2 separate regions of the Anas platyrhynchos genome follow, and region 1 is linked to region 2. The links are chromatin contacts, called in public Hi-C maps. All regions are on one chromosome and are shown on one strand. The core of a region is the stretch at or near the end of the contact, and the rest is flanking DNA. Distances in the headings are between cores, read along the strand shown.

Region 1 (7,596 bases), core at 2,597-5,096, 110 kb before region 2:
ATACAGGCTGGTTCTGCAATGTGGATTGGGAGGCGTCCCATCCTTCTGGGATTATTATCCTTGATTTCAAATGAGCCTCTTTTGGAAGTGCTTGGTATTAACACACCAGTGCTTTGTCACAAAGACACGTATCAGAGATGTGATTTCTAGCAAAAGCTGAAATCATGGAAGTTTTATTTGCATATAGTGTCAGAGCTGCTTTGGAAACAGACTCTTCAGTTACCTGCAGTGTTTGGAGGAACTCGCAGCTGCAGAAAGAAAAGAGCATTTTTCCTCCATCTATTACTGTCTTTCACCACGGGCCAAATTCTGCTCTCGCATCCAGTGCCACTTCAGCAGCATGGCCTGGGACCAAACCCAGAGTGATGCAACACACTCGCCTTCTAAGAAATCATAGAGTCACAGCATCATGAGGGTTGGAAAAGCCCTCCAAGATCATCTGGTCCAACCATCCCCTACCACCAAAGTCACCCACTAAACCACGTCCTTAAGCACCCTGTCCAACCTTTCCTTGAACACCCCTGGGGATGGAGACTCCAATGAAATTCAGTGTCTGATGTTCAAATACTAGATCACATTTGCTATATTAAAATAGCAAATTCATCAATTTCTTGGAATCGGCCGCAGTCCGGATGACGCAGCATTCCAGCGCTCGGCTCCTTCTGGCCGCAAATGCATCCTTAGAGGTCTGAAAACTCAGCTCCAACTGGAGTTGGCCCAAGCGTCCAGCGCTGGCATGGGACCCAGCGCAGCGCCAGAGCATGTCAGTAACTAACCCAACAGCCCGGGAGACGTTTTCAGGAACCCTGTGCAGAAAGCACCTCTGCCAACAAGGTTCAGCGAGCTTTCTGCCGGGGAGGCGAGCAGACGGATCGGATGTCAGCCGGTGTGTTTATCTTCTGCAAACACCCAACCGCCTTTCAAATAACATCTAACAGGGCAGATTACTGCTCTAATGCTAATGGAAACTGATCAAAAGGCCCCAGATTACTTGGCTGCCTTGCCTTAAAAACTTTCCCTGCTTTAGTTTCCATGCAAAATACATCAAAGGAGGATGCCCATCAACGGGGACCCTGTAGACTCAGCATGAATGGAAATGAGGGAAACTACACTTAAAACTGGGTTGTAGGTAAGAAACATCAGAAACCCCCCAGCCTAATTTAAGGGTTAGCTCCATGCATTTTCACAAGAGCTGCTTTGGAAAATAAGAGTCAGGGACCTGCTCCATCCAGCAGATTTGAAAATGTTGTTCCTTATCTACAAAAGGATTTTTTTCCTCAGTTTCCACCACGGTTCATTTGGCTGGAAACAAAAGTGGCTGGCACACTAGCGTAAAAAAAAAGGCACAAGTAAACACCGTCACTTTAAGCACTTGGAGCGAAGATAAACAGCAATGGTCAAACTTCACCCAGCCAGCTGGGCTTTGAAGGACGATGGCTGGGGACCACCTGGACTGAAGCTTCCACTGTTCCAAGGCAGAACAAATATTTCTTTGTGTCTGAAGACTTTTTAGCGAACGCGCAGGGTGACGACAGAGCAGGACAGAGATGCCTGTTAACAAAGCCAGCAACAATTACGGCTACGTCTAAGAATCAACAAGAAAAACACATACCAGCGTATTCCAAAGGCATTCGCTCACAAAGCAAACTCAATCCGCGCAAGCCCCAGCAGAGAAACCCGATAGCATCTCCTGATTTACGACCTCTCAGCAGGTTGTACTGGGTCCTCCAGATTCCGGGCTTGCCTTGGAAAGCAATTAAGTTTCTAGCACTTCTGGGAGCGACAAAAGCTCTCGCTAGGAGAAAACCTGCACGCTGCACTCTCGCTGAGTCTGCAGCCTGGCAGACGGAGACAACGGCACCGAGAGGTGCGAACTTCCCCCACTTGACTCGTTGGGGAGTGCGGGTACGTGCAGGGCCACCTAGAACTGCTCCTTTGTCCTGCATCCAAGCAGCCAGCTGGGGCTGGGGCTCCGAGGACATTTGCAGAGCCCCCTCTCAACCAGGAAAGAAAAATCCCTTTCCTCACCAGGAAGCCGTGCAAGCGCAGCCAGCGCGAACCGTTCCAATTACTCAGCAAGACCGAGTCCCCTTCCTTACGCCACAGCATGCCCAAAAACCGTGACGAAACCGAGGCCCTGCTGCGCTGGGCTCTGTGCAAACACACATTAGGAGGCAGCACCTGCTCCACGCGGCGCAAATTTTCTGCGGAGTAAGCCGTACCTAAGGTAACGCCAGGGCACGGAGCACGTGTACGAGCGGCGCCTCACATAACCCAGGACGAACGCTGCCTCTGAATTACCGTAGCACGGCAGCTCCGTCGGGTCGAAAACAGACGGGTGATAGGCCCCCGGGTGAATGAAAGGGCTCCCAGCAGCAAAAACACCGCGACGCCTGCGCAAGGACAGCCCAAAGCAGCTCCCCAGCACCGTGCTGCTTCTCCTTTTACTACAGCCACAGGCAGATCTTGTGAGGACAGAGCTAGAGCAGGGCTGACGAAGGCGTGGGCACGCTGCAGCGGCTGCCCGAGCTGCCTCTGCCTCACCGCAAGGCACAAGGGCGCAGGCAGGGCAGGCACCGGGGGGCTGCTGTCACGCTGAGGGCTCCCAGGCAGTTTGTTCTGTGGTGAACGTGTGAAGATCGGCGCTTTCTCACCTGCCGGCTGACTTGTGTGCCTCAGACTCTGCCTGCCTGCTTGCCAGAGCTGCTGAATGCTCCTCGCTCCAGGTGAAATCCGCCGGGGCAGTGCACGCTCAGCGCCTCGGGAAGCTGCCAGCAGGCCCTCTGGTCCTTTTCATTTCTCACTTATCGGGGTATCCGTTTCCTCTGCCGCACAGCAAGACACCCAACTCCTTGAACAAGCTCAGTGGAAGCACGAGACGCAGATCCTTTCCCCTCTTCAACGTTTTCAAAATGATTTAAGCCTAGTTATGAGAGCTCACCTGGCTCTGCTTCCTCGCCGATAACATCTCTGGTTTCACGGCCGTATTTTCTTCTACCTTTTGCTCACCCGTTGCTGTGCAAGGGCTTACAAATACAATACTTCCAATTTCTGCCAAGTTTGGCAGAGAATAAGTCAGAAAAAAACATTCTCCCTCTTATCTCCTTTGGCTGAAGTCACAGTCATTTTTAACAACCAGAGGGAAGTGCTTTGGGAGACAGAAACACGTTTAAAGAAGCACGCAGACAGAAGTGCAAGACGCTCGAATGTCCTTTAAGCCCTCATTAAAGCGCTCCAAAGTCTTTGGACAGAAAGCACCGAGCCACTGCAGGCTTGGTCACGAACAGTTCATTACACACACAAAGATACACAGACCCATCAGAAGTGCTACGTTTGCAAAATTACGAGCTAAAAGGCAAGGAAATACCAGGAAAATGGCCAATTACGCAACGCTTCATCTTCTTGTTTAATTTTACGATCGCAGTGTTTTTTTCCACAGGAAATGGTGCCACTCATTGTATAGTAGGGCTGGTGTTATTGAATAAGCAGTACTCGGCGTTTTGCTTCATTCTCGCTGTTAAAATCGGTCCCAAGCCTTTTTTATATCTCTGCTTCAAGCCGTGCTTTAAAGACAGAACAAGCAATTCCCTCATAGGTTATTTTCTGGCTGTCACCACATTATCTAACTGCTTGATATACTAAAATTAGTCCTCGTTCACAACACCCCTGTGAGAAGAGTTTTTTTTTTCCCCATCGCACAGACTCCGAGAGCTTGAGGTTGTGGACAAAGGTCCCTTCCAAACCCAGCTATGCCATTTGAAGAGGTTTTCCTCCCACACACATGCTCGGCACCAGCTGCCCCTCTTCCTGTGATGACTGTCTCCCTTCAGAAGCGCTAGCAGGCTGGTATAAAAGCGTTTTGCAATCCCTTATGGTGAAAATAAACTGAAGAGGCTACAAATTACTCTTTACTCTCTCCTGTGCTACCCCAGTTTTGCCTCCACCCAGCAGGGGAGCATTCACCTCCCCAGGGCAGGCCCAAGAGGAGGTGCAGGGAGCACGCGGGAGCTTGTGCTGAGATGGGCACCACCAGGGAGCCCCAGCCCTGCAGGTGCTCAAGGCCAGGCTGGATGGGGCTTTGGGCAGCCTGGGCTGGTGGGAGGTGTCCCTGCCCATGGCAGGGGGGTGGCACTGGTCTTCAAGGTCCCTTCCAACCCGAACTGTTCTGTGGCTCTGTTACCACACAAGATATTTCTGCCAGCCAGATACCTCTGGGATCCTCTCGGAGGTTATTTCACCACCACAGAGTGGCACATTATCAAACCAAGCCAAGACAAGGTGCCATGTTATCAAGCCAAGCCCTTCAGCTTTAAAACACAGCACACTCACTGCAGCTCTTCCTAACGACCCCCTGCTGTGCAGCCACAAAAATGACACATCTCTGAGTTTACAAACTGACCTATTAGAGGAAGCTTTTCCTGCAAATGAGAGGCAGATCCCTAACACCAGGGCACCCCCACAGCCAAATTTCAAATGCACATCCCCGAGAGTAAAGGTGCTACACAGCTACTCAATGAAACATCTGGCCTATTTTTAAAAAGGGTATAAAAAGTGATTTTCTGTAGCTTGTTCTCAAGACAACCTGAATCATTCATGCTGAAATGTAAAAAAAAAAAAAAAAACAACTTGAAACAGCCACTGAGTTTGGAAAAATGTCTCTTCAAAAGGTTATCCTGGAAAAAATACTACATGTTGTGCAGTGCTGATTGCAGGCAGTTCAACCAGCTTTTCTTACATTACCTGCTATTTCCTACAGTTATTACTGAGAAAGGCCCCTAAACAAATCCATGATGAAGAATAAAATTGAGAGATCATAAGCTCTAGCGGTGCCTGGACATATCTTGACAAAGAAATGCAGGCTCTAATAGAAATGATGCCTAATAGCGAAGCAATAGATGGTGAATGCAGAAGCCAAGTCATCGCTGTCTGCAAAAATTGTTTGATTCAGATAGGCAAGAGACAGGAAATCCAAGTGTCACAGTCACAGCCTATTTACAAAAATTAGGAGGAAGTGTTGATTGGTTTCTATAGACACAAACATTGATACTCACACTAGAATCAAACAATTACTCTTATCACTGCAAGCAGGGTCGAACGCTGATCATCATAGTTCAGCCATCCGACAGAAAGACAGCAAGAAAATCCTTTTGACACATAGCCTTCACCATACACGAGTCAGATGATTCAGCTGCCAGAAAGCAAATAAAATTACTTTAAAACAAACATTTCGGTCTTTCTTTATAAAAACATGTAGCTTTTCAGCAGATGACTCAAATGTGAAAACTTGTGGTCTTTGCTCCAGTAGCTGGGTCGGCTGTAGTCTGAGCTGCTATGTAAATGACTCAAGTGTTTTTCACCTGCTAGGGTGCGAGCTGCACTCCTGAACCCTCTGTAGAAGGGACCACCACTGCTGCTGAGCCACAGACGAGGAGGGCAGTGAGGTATGAAACTTCTCTTCCCCCACAGGGGACTTCCACAATGCGACAGACAGAGCAGTTGTAAAGGCACTTTCTCCTCACATATGGCTTCTGAAACAGAACAAAAGGCCCATCTTACTAATTGTATTTAGCAAGCCATGAGCCAGCAGTGTGCCCTCGTGGCCAAGAAGGCCAATGGTGTCCTGGGCTGCATTCGGAAGAGTGTTGCCAGCAGGTCAAGGGAGGTGATCCTGCCCTTTGGTTCAGCCCTGGTGAGGCCACACCAGGAGTTGTGTCCAGTTCTGGGCTCCCCAGGACATGGACATCCCAGAGAGTCCAGCAGAGGGCTATGAAGATGATGAGGGGACTGAAGCACCTCTCTTATGAGGAAAGGCTGAGAGAGCTAATCCTGTTTAACCTAGAGAAGGCTGAGAAGGGATCCCATCAATGTCTACAAATATCTTACGGGAGGGTGTCAAGACACTGGGGCTGGACTCTTTTCAGTGGTGCCCAAAGAAAGGCTGAGAAGCAGCAGACAGAAACCGAAACACAGAAGTTCCAGCTGAATGTAAGGAAAACCTTCATTACTGTGAGGGTGTCCAAGCTGAACAGGTTGCCAAGAGAGATTGGTTGTAGTCTCCTTCTCTGGAGATATCCAAACCTGCCCAGATGCCATCCTGTGCAACATGCTCTAGGTGACCCTACTTGAGCAGGGGATCGGGCCAGATGATCTCCAGAGGTCCCTTCCAACCTCAACCATCCTGAGATGGTCACCTGTGATACGACAGACTACATCTGCACCAGGAGAACAAGAGGTGTATCTGCCATACTTGTGTAACCACGATGAGAGCTCGAGCACAAAGAAAGCCTGTGCGTTTTGTTACCCCATCCAGACACAGATCTAACGTTACTGTATTGAGTTGCACTTCCTGGCTCTCACCCGTTTGAGTCAAACAAACACGTTTTGCGAACAATGATGCCTTGTTTTCTGCATTCCCCCATTATATGGGTCTGTAACACAGACCAATCTCCACTTTTTCCTCCACTGGACAGGTAAATAAACACTGGGAAGAACCAGAGCGCATGCAGTGCTGGCCAGGCTTTCCTAGTAACCCTAGTGAGAAGCAGGGAAGAAGGAAACCTTCCTCCAACCAGAGATGAATGAATCCAAGCCAAACCAAGAGCGGTCCAGCAAACAGCCTCACGGTGGGAAGCCACCCAAATCCTTTCACTTCCAAGCAGAACTGCTAGAAGGAAGCGCAAACCAAGTCCAGAGAGATGTTTATTTTCTGAAAAAAGACGAGCTGTTCAGATCACAAGACGTACATGGGGATGGCCTGACTCTTATTTCATGGGGTGTACTGGAGTTAATGTTGATTTACATGGGTTTTGGATACACTACCTAACAACACCAACACCATCTCAGTGTCAGGCACTGCAGGAATGTCACTGGTTGAGGCAGGGAAGTCGTAACAACTCACCCTCCTTGTCATTAGTATCATCCTGATTTCCCCTTAAGTCTTCCAGGAAAAGCAGATATATGGATCTCTCATCTTGACAATTCATCCATTTCTAGACTGCACGGCAAGGCTCCATACTGATCCACTTTGGCTAGCAGAGCAGTAAACAAATGTGGAAAAAACCTCACTGAGTGCTGAAGAAATTCAGGGCAAGAAAATAACCCAGAAGTACCTGGACTGTGCCCAGGTCTCCTCACAGCTTTATGATGAAGACTGTTAAGAAGCAGAGGACATGCTTTGATTTTAAATACCCAACTTCTTAAGTGTAGCATGAAAGAAATGTGAGGTGTGAGGAAGATTACCATCAGCATCATTCAAAAGCAAGCACGCTGGAACAAATCCATTTGAGTTTATCTAGGTTGATGGAGCTGCATCACCTTACATCAGAGAGAATGTACCTCGCTGCACCTCATGGAACACTGTTATTTAAGGTTCAGAGGGTTACTGACTTTTCACAACAAATACCCTAGAATATTTGTAAGTTTGGGAAGGAAAATCTCAAGGGGCAGCCTACCCAGAAGTTGTGAGCCAGGCGCAGGACAGGAGATCAAAGAGCTCTGAAGAAAAGGGAGGTTTTCTGGAGTGAGGGTGAGCATCTGAGAAAAGCACTCTTGAGTTTGAGATCATGCTCACTGTGGTATGGGACGGGTCTGGGCTCT
Region 2 (7,818 bases), core at 1,211-3,710:
AGAATGTATTCTTTAACTTGAAGTGCCACTTGTGTGAACATAATAAGATATGACTAACATCTTTATTTTTTGTGAATTCGCTTAGAAATTAGTGTATACCCTGTCAGAACAGGGATGCTGATGAAGTTTTCCAGAATTCTTACCCGTGATTGTTTTCAGATGGAAGGAAATTAGACTGGTAGGCACGGAGAACCAATGCTGTCTCTTTAAAAGCCACAAATATCTCATGCAAATTAACATTTAGTGAAATGAGAGCAAAGCATTCATGAGGACTAAGCAAGTATGTAGTACTACACTGCGACTCAGACAACTCTACGGTCTAATATGCTGAGGTCCTTTGCAAGTGAATTCAAAGGAAAGGCTGCTGTTAACTTATTTTACCACACTGTGCCTAGGAATGGGTTGTAGGGGCACTGCACAAACCATTGTTTGCCATTCCTTATCATATAGTAATGCGATATTTACGTAAAAAGCGTGTACCTCATCATTGTCTTGTTTTTTGAAAAGAAGCACTTGAGTTGCTCTTTAAATAACAATGGCTTCAATAGCTTTAAAATAACAATAGCTCCTTAGATGCAGATCTAAAATAAGTTTGGTGGTGTGTTTTTTTTTTTCATTTGTTTGTTTTAAACAAGGAAAGCAATTCACTAAGGGATTAAAAAAAAAAAAAAAAAAAAGAAAAAAAAGACTCCTATAAAGTCTTAAAATCAGGACTGACGTAGTTTTTTGAATATGTTGCCCGTCAGGCCATTGACTTAGAAGGAAAAGCAGCTAACCTACCAGTGGCAGCCCTGGGACTGACCACAGCCACACCTAGCCCCAGAAGTTGTTTCAGCCATGACCAGTGGAAAATAAAAGTGCTAAGCCTTCTCTAGAGGTGCTTAGTTGGTCTAGGCACCTCTCAAGTAATAACTGGTGTGAGTTGTTAGGTGCTTTGTGGTGTCAAGATGTCCGGGGCCTCCATCCATGTCCTGGCCTCCACATAACTCCGCTGGCACCGCACCTACCCCTACAGGTGGCATGCGCAGAAGGGCCAACAGGGAATGGAAACTCAGCAGCCGTTTTATTCCTAGAAGTGATCGCTTCATATCAGGGTCAAAGTACACCAGCAGAGAACACAGGGGAGGCTCCATCGTGTGGAAAATTCTTGGCTTCCAGGGCTGTCAAGGCAGCGCTGTTAACGAGGATTAACATTCAACCAAAATGACGGTGAAGAACTAACGAGAATTCACCCGCCACTCTCTGGGAGAGGGCTCTTGGCTTCTGGCAGGGAGCAGCCAGAGTCCACACGGGTTTTCCCTTTAAACCATACCTGACACAGGGACTTATCTGGGAGTTCACTTGCCCTTTTTTTTTTGGTCTGTTACAGGCGTTATGGCCTAGATAGATTAGATTAGCATCCATCATGTTAACACTGGATTGGGAAGTAACTCTTGGACTTTCTTAAGTGTCTTAACCTTCAGAAAGGCAATGTGGTTTCTAAGGCCTGTTCACAGTCTTGCTGATCAATGCTATACGTATACTGATAAGCGCAATGAGTTTTCATGGGAGGAGAAGAAGGGGCTAGAATGAGCTACCTGTTTGAACAGACCTAAGAATTGAAAACATGGGTTTTTGACACCTCAGTACTTTAATGGCCCCAACAGAGCTGTTCCAGTCTATTGAACAAATCCTTCCAACCTCATGGATCATTGACCTAACAGACCTTCAGAGCCAATAAGCTCAGCCCTGCTGCCAAGCCTGCACATTTTGTCCACACGCTAAAAATCTTTACAACATCTTTTATTGAGAAAAGGTGCAGCATATGAATAACGGCTATTCTCTGCCCTCACTGCCTCTACCTCTTCACAAAATATAACACACAAGGGCCTTGGCCTCAAAGCCCTCATGAAAATTTGGAGCTGAAGTTTACCAAATTCAGCCAATGTTGGCACATCTGGGCTCCCACCTTGGTTTCAAGACAGGAATAAGTGTAAGTTGCTGTACATCCAAGAATAGAGTTATTTTGTACCTATCTTTCCATTGCACTGTCAAAAGGAGAACTAATAACTAATACAGTAGTAACCAGAAGTAGAGTGATAGTCCCAAGATATTAGTACCTCATACACAGCAAAGGATGTTATTTCTTCACTTTTGTTTGTTTTGAAAAGGCATTGTATGCCACAAATCTGTGGCCACTCGGAACACATAAATGGAGACTTTGAACGGTGTATAAACATCAAAGATTTAAGTGGGATAAATTGGGCATGAATGAATTGCTATGCCCCCTTAGATTTGATCCATAGTCATGGTCAACAGGAAAATCTTCAGGCAGAGGACTGTAGACATGACAGGACTGAGAATTTTCTGGAGAGTAGGAAGTCTTCAGCTTGCAAGCCTTTGACAAACAACATAGTAAACTTACCTTTCATCCAACTACAAGGAGTATTTTGCCTGTTTCTTCTGCAGGATCATGGAGATGTGGTGTCCTAAGAAGCCTGAAACTTCAAAATTAAAAAAAAAAAAAAAAAGTCCTGGAAAGGCTGAGGTAGAATATCACATTAAATCAGATTTATTTCAGTTTATGTAGACTGGTTCAAAACTAGACCGGCATTGCTTTGACGTCTTACAGTCTGAGGGCAGCATCTTGCCCTCAGAGATCTTCCAGATCCTCCTGTTCTTTCTTTACCCTTCAGCACATGCCTTTCTACTAATGTCAGTAATTGTTTCCACCTTGGATGAAATGCCTTATGATGTCTCTCTTTCTCCCTGCCTACTTTTTTCCACAGGAGAGTTTCCACCTGCCTTCCTACCTTGCATCTGCTCTCATATTGTCCTCATATGACATCATTTATTTATTTACACTTAAGGTAGTGAAAGATACCTTTCCAAGAACTAGAGGTCCTGGCACTCAGCAATTGAAAGAAAAATACAGCACTATGAAAGCAGTTTTCTCAAAAGGAACTGAGTTGGGCATCCCGGTACAGGAAGAAACACCTGCCTGCTGAAAGCACATCTTCAGCCTTACCTCAAAGTGTGTGTCTTTTGCCATGGGGATTCTCACAAAATCAAAAAATTCAAGCCCTTGTGAAGTGTACCTACTATCACAGGGACAGACTTGCTCTTACAAGGATTGTTCTGCCATGGGGTCAAGAACAGCTGCGAGAACGGTGTGGACACCTGAGGGCAGGACCATCTCATCACAAGCTATTCACACACAAGAGATGCTAGTTCTGAAATGGTTCCTCACTATAGATTTATCACAGCTCATATTCTCATTTTGTTGGCACAGAAGGACCTAAGAATGGCTATACAGAGGCCATAAGACAACAGTGGTCATAAGGAGATACCTCAGGAGGCATAGGCAGCCATGTACTGCTTCCTCCACATACTCTCCAGACTCTTGCTATTTTCAACTCAAGGTGCATCTTGAGTAGGATGTGATTTCTTTCCTGCTTAGTAGCCCTTGGTGGATTTCTCTCTCAAGACTTGTGCAGTCTTCCCCTGAGCACGTGTAAACTTCACACATCCACTGTCTCTTATGTCACATTGCCCAGGTCGAGTCCCTGGTGCAAGATTTGTCTCTTTCTGTCTGCTTCATCCCGTGTTCCTGGTTCTTGCACGGAGTCAGTGGCCAGTCTCTACCCACACACTCCACGCTACCCAGAACTTCGCAGACATCTCTCATATTCCCCCTGAACTGTCCTTCCAAGAAGGAAAAGGTCTAGCCAATGCCTCTGTAACACAAACTGCTCTGTTAAAGACTTCACTGCTTCTGCTGCAAATCTAACCTGGTTTTGACTCCTGTTGTCTTGGTCTTAGTTCTGTCACATGCTCACCGACTCCATTCTTCTGCCTGTAGAAAAGGAATAGTAAAAATGAACCTTTTATCTTGCAAAACAGTGATGACACAGTAGAGTAGAAGTATTATTACTACTAAAGCAATATAGAACACTCCCTTTTCCCAAGGCTTAGCCAAGGACTCAGAAAAGCAACAATTCCACATATCAAGGACAAAACAAAACAGTATTCATGTAAACAAAAATAAAACCATGATACTATTTACATTTTTTTCATACTTATGTAGCAGCACAGGCTAAAACCCTTTTCTTTTCATAAACTACCCCTGTCAACCAACTTACACTGGTATTAAAATCTGAAGTGACGGGACATCTCCTACCAACCCCAGGAGATTATTTCACACACTGATACGCAGATCAGGTCTGAAAAATCTGAAATGCTACAGAAGTTGGATTACGTGGTGGTTTTCCTGCCATTTAATCTCTCTCCTCTTTCTTTCCATGATAAATCCCATCTGTTAGGACAGAAACATCACGTCATTTCTCTCCCTTGTTCGGGCCATCGTCAGCTAGGTGTGTAAACGTGGTGTCTGCTTTAAGGCATACAAGTTGTCCCATTGCCTCAGTGGTTCTGAATCACACATACAAAGTTAGCTACGTGCTTGAGGGTATGCCTTTGTGAGCAACTTAAGGTGAGGCAATCAAGGGTGTGGATTTACAGGACACCAGCTCCTCTGCAGTAATTGCCGGGATAAACACCCTTTGCCTGCCAGTAAAAGCAGTGTAGGTTAGCCCAGAGACAGACCCAGCTGAGGTCCCTCTGCCGCCCCACAGGCACTTTGGCTGCTGTTCCCTAGCACTGCTCCTTCTGTCAGTCACTCCCCAGCATTAATACCATGCCCAGAAGTAACCAAGATAGCTGCATACGGACAGGAACTGCCACTGCCCTCACCTCCCGAGTGACCCACCTGCAGGCACACTTTGTTTAATACATGTACACCGCTATGATCTTGCAAACTGAAGCCCTATTTGCTAGGCTATACCTTCCCTGCTGTATAATGGCTCCAGCCCTTTTTTATGTCTATGTAGCCTGGTATAGTCGTTGCAGAGCTTTCATCATTTATCACGCCCAGGTCCTCTAATTTTTGAACCCCTCTGATTCCCTCTGCTGGTTAAAAAGGTAAAGGGGGGTGCATGGAGTGGGGAGGGAGGGTGGGAAACAGCAAGCAATTCCTCCGATAATTCACACATCCAAACACACACATCCATATCTGTGTGTGCCCAGCGTGGCAGGAGGGGGCAGCGGGGACAGAGCTCACCGCTGCTGTACACCCCAAGGATGCTTCATAGAGCCTGTAGGTGTTTTCACAAAACATATATTCCTCACAGGGTCCTGGGCAGAGCTTATCAGCTGTACAGAAATTCCTGCACAGTTTACAATCTGGGCAAGCGTCCCAGCCCCAGTGTTGTCTCTCACTAGAGTCTCTTCAGAGTACCAGAGGTTCCCAGGAATGCTCCCAGAAGCTTTTAGCTCAGCCTGAGTCACTGCCAAGTTGATCGGTTCCTTGGAGCTGCCTGTAGTGATCGTCCTGAAAACTGCAGGGGGAGAGCTTGCAGGCTCTGTGAGAGTCCTTAAAAAGCTCAACTTGTACAGGAGTCACGGCCTGGCCTCCAAAAACTGTTATCTGAACCGAGACGTATTTATCACAACCTTTCGCACGTTTAAGGTCTCTCCAGTGCGATCACAAAATCTGCACGATTTCTGTGGCTTGAAATGAAAGCCTTTTCATGGAAGTTACTCCTTCTGTGATTTCCTAAGATCATTGTTTATATTAGAATAATCCCTCAGATCTATAAATGAGGATCAACGCCCCTTTCCTGTTTTAACTAGATGCTCCAATCTGTTACATGAGGCCAAGCTTCCTCCCCCGGCAGCTGACAATACAGGCACACAGGTTATGCTGCCTGCAGTGAATGACACAGCCAAACACTCCATTATTTGGCAGACCTCTGGGAACAGCTCTGTCCCGAGAAAAGGCTGGACTTTTTAGAACAGCTGATTTTTCAGAAACAGCATATGATCAGCGGGGCAAAAAGGCAGATTTCTCCAGTGGTGAAAGAGCAATGCTACTTTAACATATAAAGTTATGATTTCCTGAAAACAAAAGAAGAAACCCCATGAACAGCAACAAATCCACTTCTGAAGAACCTGATATTCCTTACTTGCTGTGCTTTCTTAGGATTCACCTATCTTCTTGCACGTTAGCATTTTTAATGCTTTTTTACCAGACAAAATGTTCATCGGGTTTCTTAAGTTCCTTCCTCTGAATCTATTCTTGTATCTGTACTTTCCTTGAATAGCACGTTGAATTCATGCAGGTTACAGTCAACAGTTCCTATATTCCTTAGAGCTCAAAACTTCACCGAACAGAAAGGTAAGCTGGCAGCACATACCAGCTTGAAATCCTCACTATCTGGACAATAGACCAGAAAAAAAAATAATAATATTTTTTCTTTATTTCAGGACCTAAAACCCTGGCTGTATAATTAAAGTCTAGACTGTTAAAATTTATTGAAAATACATTTACCATGGAAATGTGTCAGCTATCAGTTATTACACTTCACACTCTGCGAACTGTGCGGTGTTGCTATTTTGTTTTGTTTTGATTTTTGTTCCTTTTCAACTAACCCCAAAGAATTTCACTCTCACCCATCGTGGTTATCAAGCTGTAATTTGCCAGCCGTGCAACTGTTGGTGATGTGCAACACTCTCTTCTGCTCTTCCAGGCTCCTTATCTGCGGTACACATGGATCGATAGCCCTTCTCTGCTGATATTCCTCTTCAGAGCATGAGCTCACCCTCGTCAGGAGTGCCCACATAGCCTCCATCACTGGGTGACAGCGGTCCTGGTCTGTTCCCCAAACTCCTCTACACAGACACTTGGTATGTAAATACTCCCCTTAATCTTCGTCTTTTGTCTCAAGGATAAAAACAAAACCAAACAATAACAAAACCTCCCCTGTTTTGCATGCAGGGAGCACATGCCATTAATATTAATTAATTTATTTATTTAAAGCCTGTAAAAGAATTTGCTCTTAGGCTGGGAATGTGACTGCCAAGTTTCCTGCCTGCAATTTGTTACGGCTCAGTAGTAAACTCCTCCTGAAAATAGGAATCTGAAATGGAAATACTGACGGGCCTTTTAACCGCGCCGTAACAAGCAGGGTGCTTTACCCCGCAGTGACACAGTGGCAGCTATCGTAGGGCGCACGGAAAACAAACAAGGCCTCTCTGCATCGCGCTCCTGCCTGCAACCGGGCAGACGCAGGAAGCGAAAAGGGGCCGAAAGACAAAAGCCCAGAAGGTCAAGCACACCACGCCCGAGCCCGAGCCCTTCTGCTGCGCCGCCGAGCACCGGGATCCTGCAGAACTTGCACTTGAATAACTTGCCTTTGATCAGCTTGCCATGAAAAAAGAGGTGTAGCCTGCTACCTCGCTAATGGGGGTAAGGAATGAGACTTTCCCATAAGGCTTAAGCTGCAAATTAATGTACCCAGGCTTGCCCTCTTAGGCAGAACAAAGCTCCCAAAAGTGTCTGTTGCAAACTCTCCTTATCTGCTTAGCCATGTATGTTCCTTGTAGTTCTCCAGATGTAAAACACACGGATGCTGAAGCTGGTTTGCGTGCCATCTTTTGAGTGTGGGTTGAAAAATGTTATTTTTCACAGTTGCTGAACACTTGGAGTCCCAACAAAAGTCAGCCGAGTGCCTCCGGATTTACACCTGTGGAAGCGACAGCACCTTTGCATCTCCATGGAAGTAAAACATTGCTGTTATTTTTCACAAGGTATTTGGCAGCGAGGAAAATTACTGAATCGTACGCATGCAACAGAATCGCTGGGACCCGAGCCTCACACTTCTGCTTTGTAGGACACATGCTTAAATGCCATATATTGAACTGCCACATCATGTCTATTTTTACTAATTGAGTTTACTTACTTGTGTTTGGGCACCGTACCAGCTACTCAGCAAGTCCGGG

The links. Hi-C and Micro-C count contacts between places; a contact is called where the count stands out from the background.
Region 1: a contact with region 2 is called in a Hi-C map of skeletal muscle, with 1.5 times the contacts expected there. The contact joins the enhancer-like site here to the promoter of ATXN1 in region 2. A contact is called at or near these places in 2 of 8 Hi-C or Micro-C datasets (liver and skeletal muscle).

The regions. Positions count from the first base shown.
Region 1 is chr2:107,072,756-107,080,351 of IASCAAS_PekinDuck_T2T, reverse strand. The region is part of intron 4 of ATXN1 (ataxin 1); the gene reads right to left. Among named protein-coding and RNA genes, the nearest start is that of ATXN1, 110 kb to the right of the region's middle. Within about 2 kb of position 3,846, at least 3 of the 8 cell types and tissues checked have an H3K27ac peak or open chromatin away from gene starts, as enhancers often do.
Region 2 is chr2:106,964,431-106,972,248 of IASCAAS_PekinDuck_T2T, reverse strand. It overlaps ATXN1 (ataxin 1), which reads right to left and starts at 2,460. Exons shown (of 7, transcript XM_072033323.1): 1 at 2,405-2,460. It overlaps LOC110353364 (a long non-coding RNA gene), which reads right to left. Exons shown (of 7, transcript XR_011806864.1): 6 at 7,779-7,818; 7 at 7,279-7,562.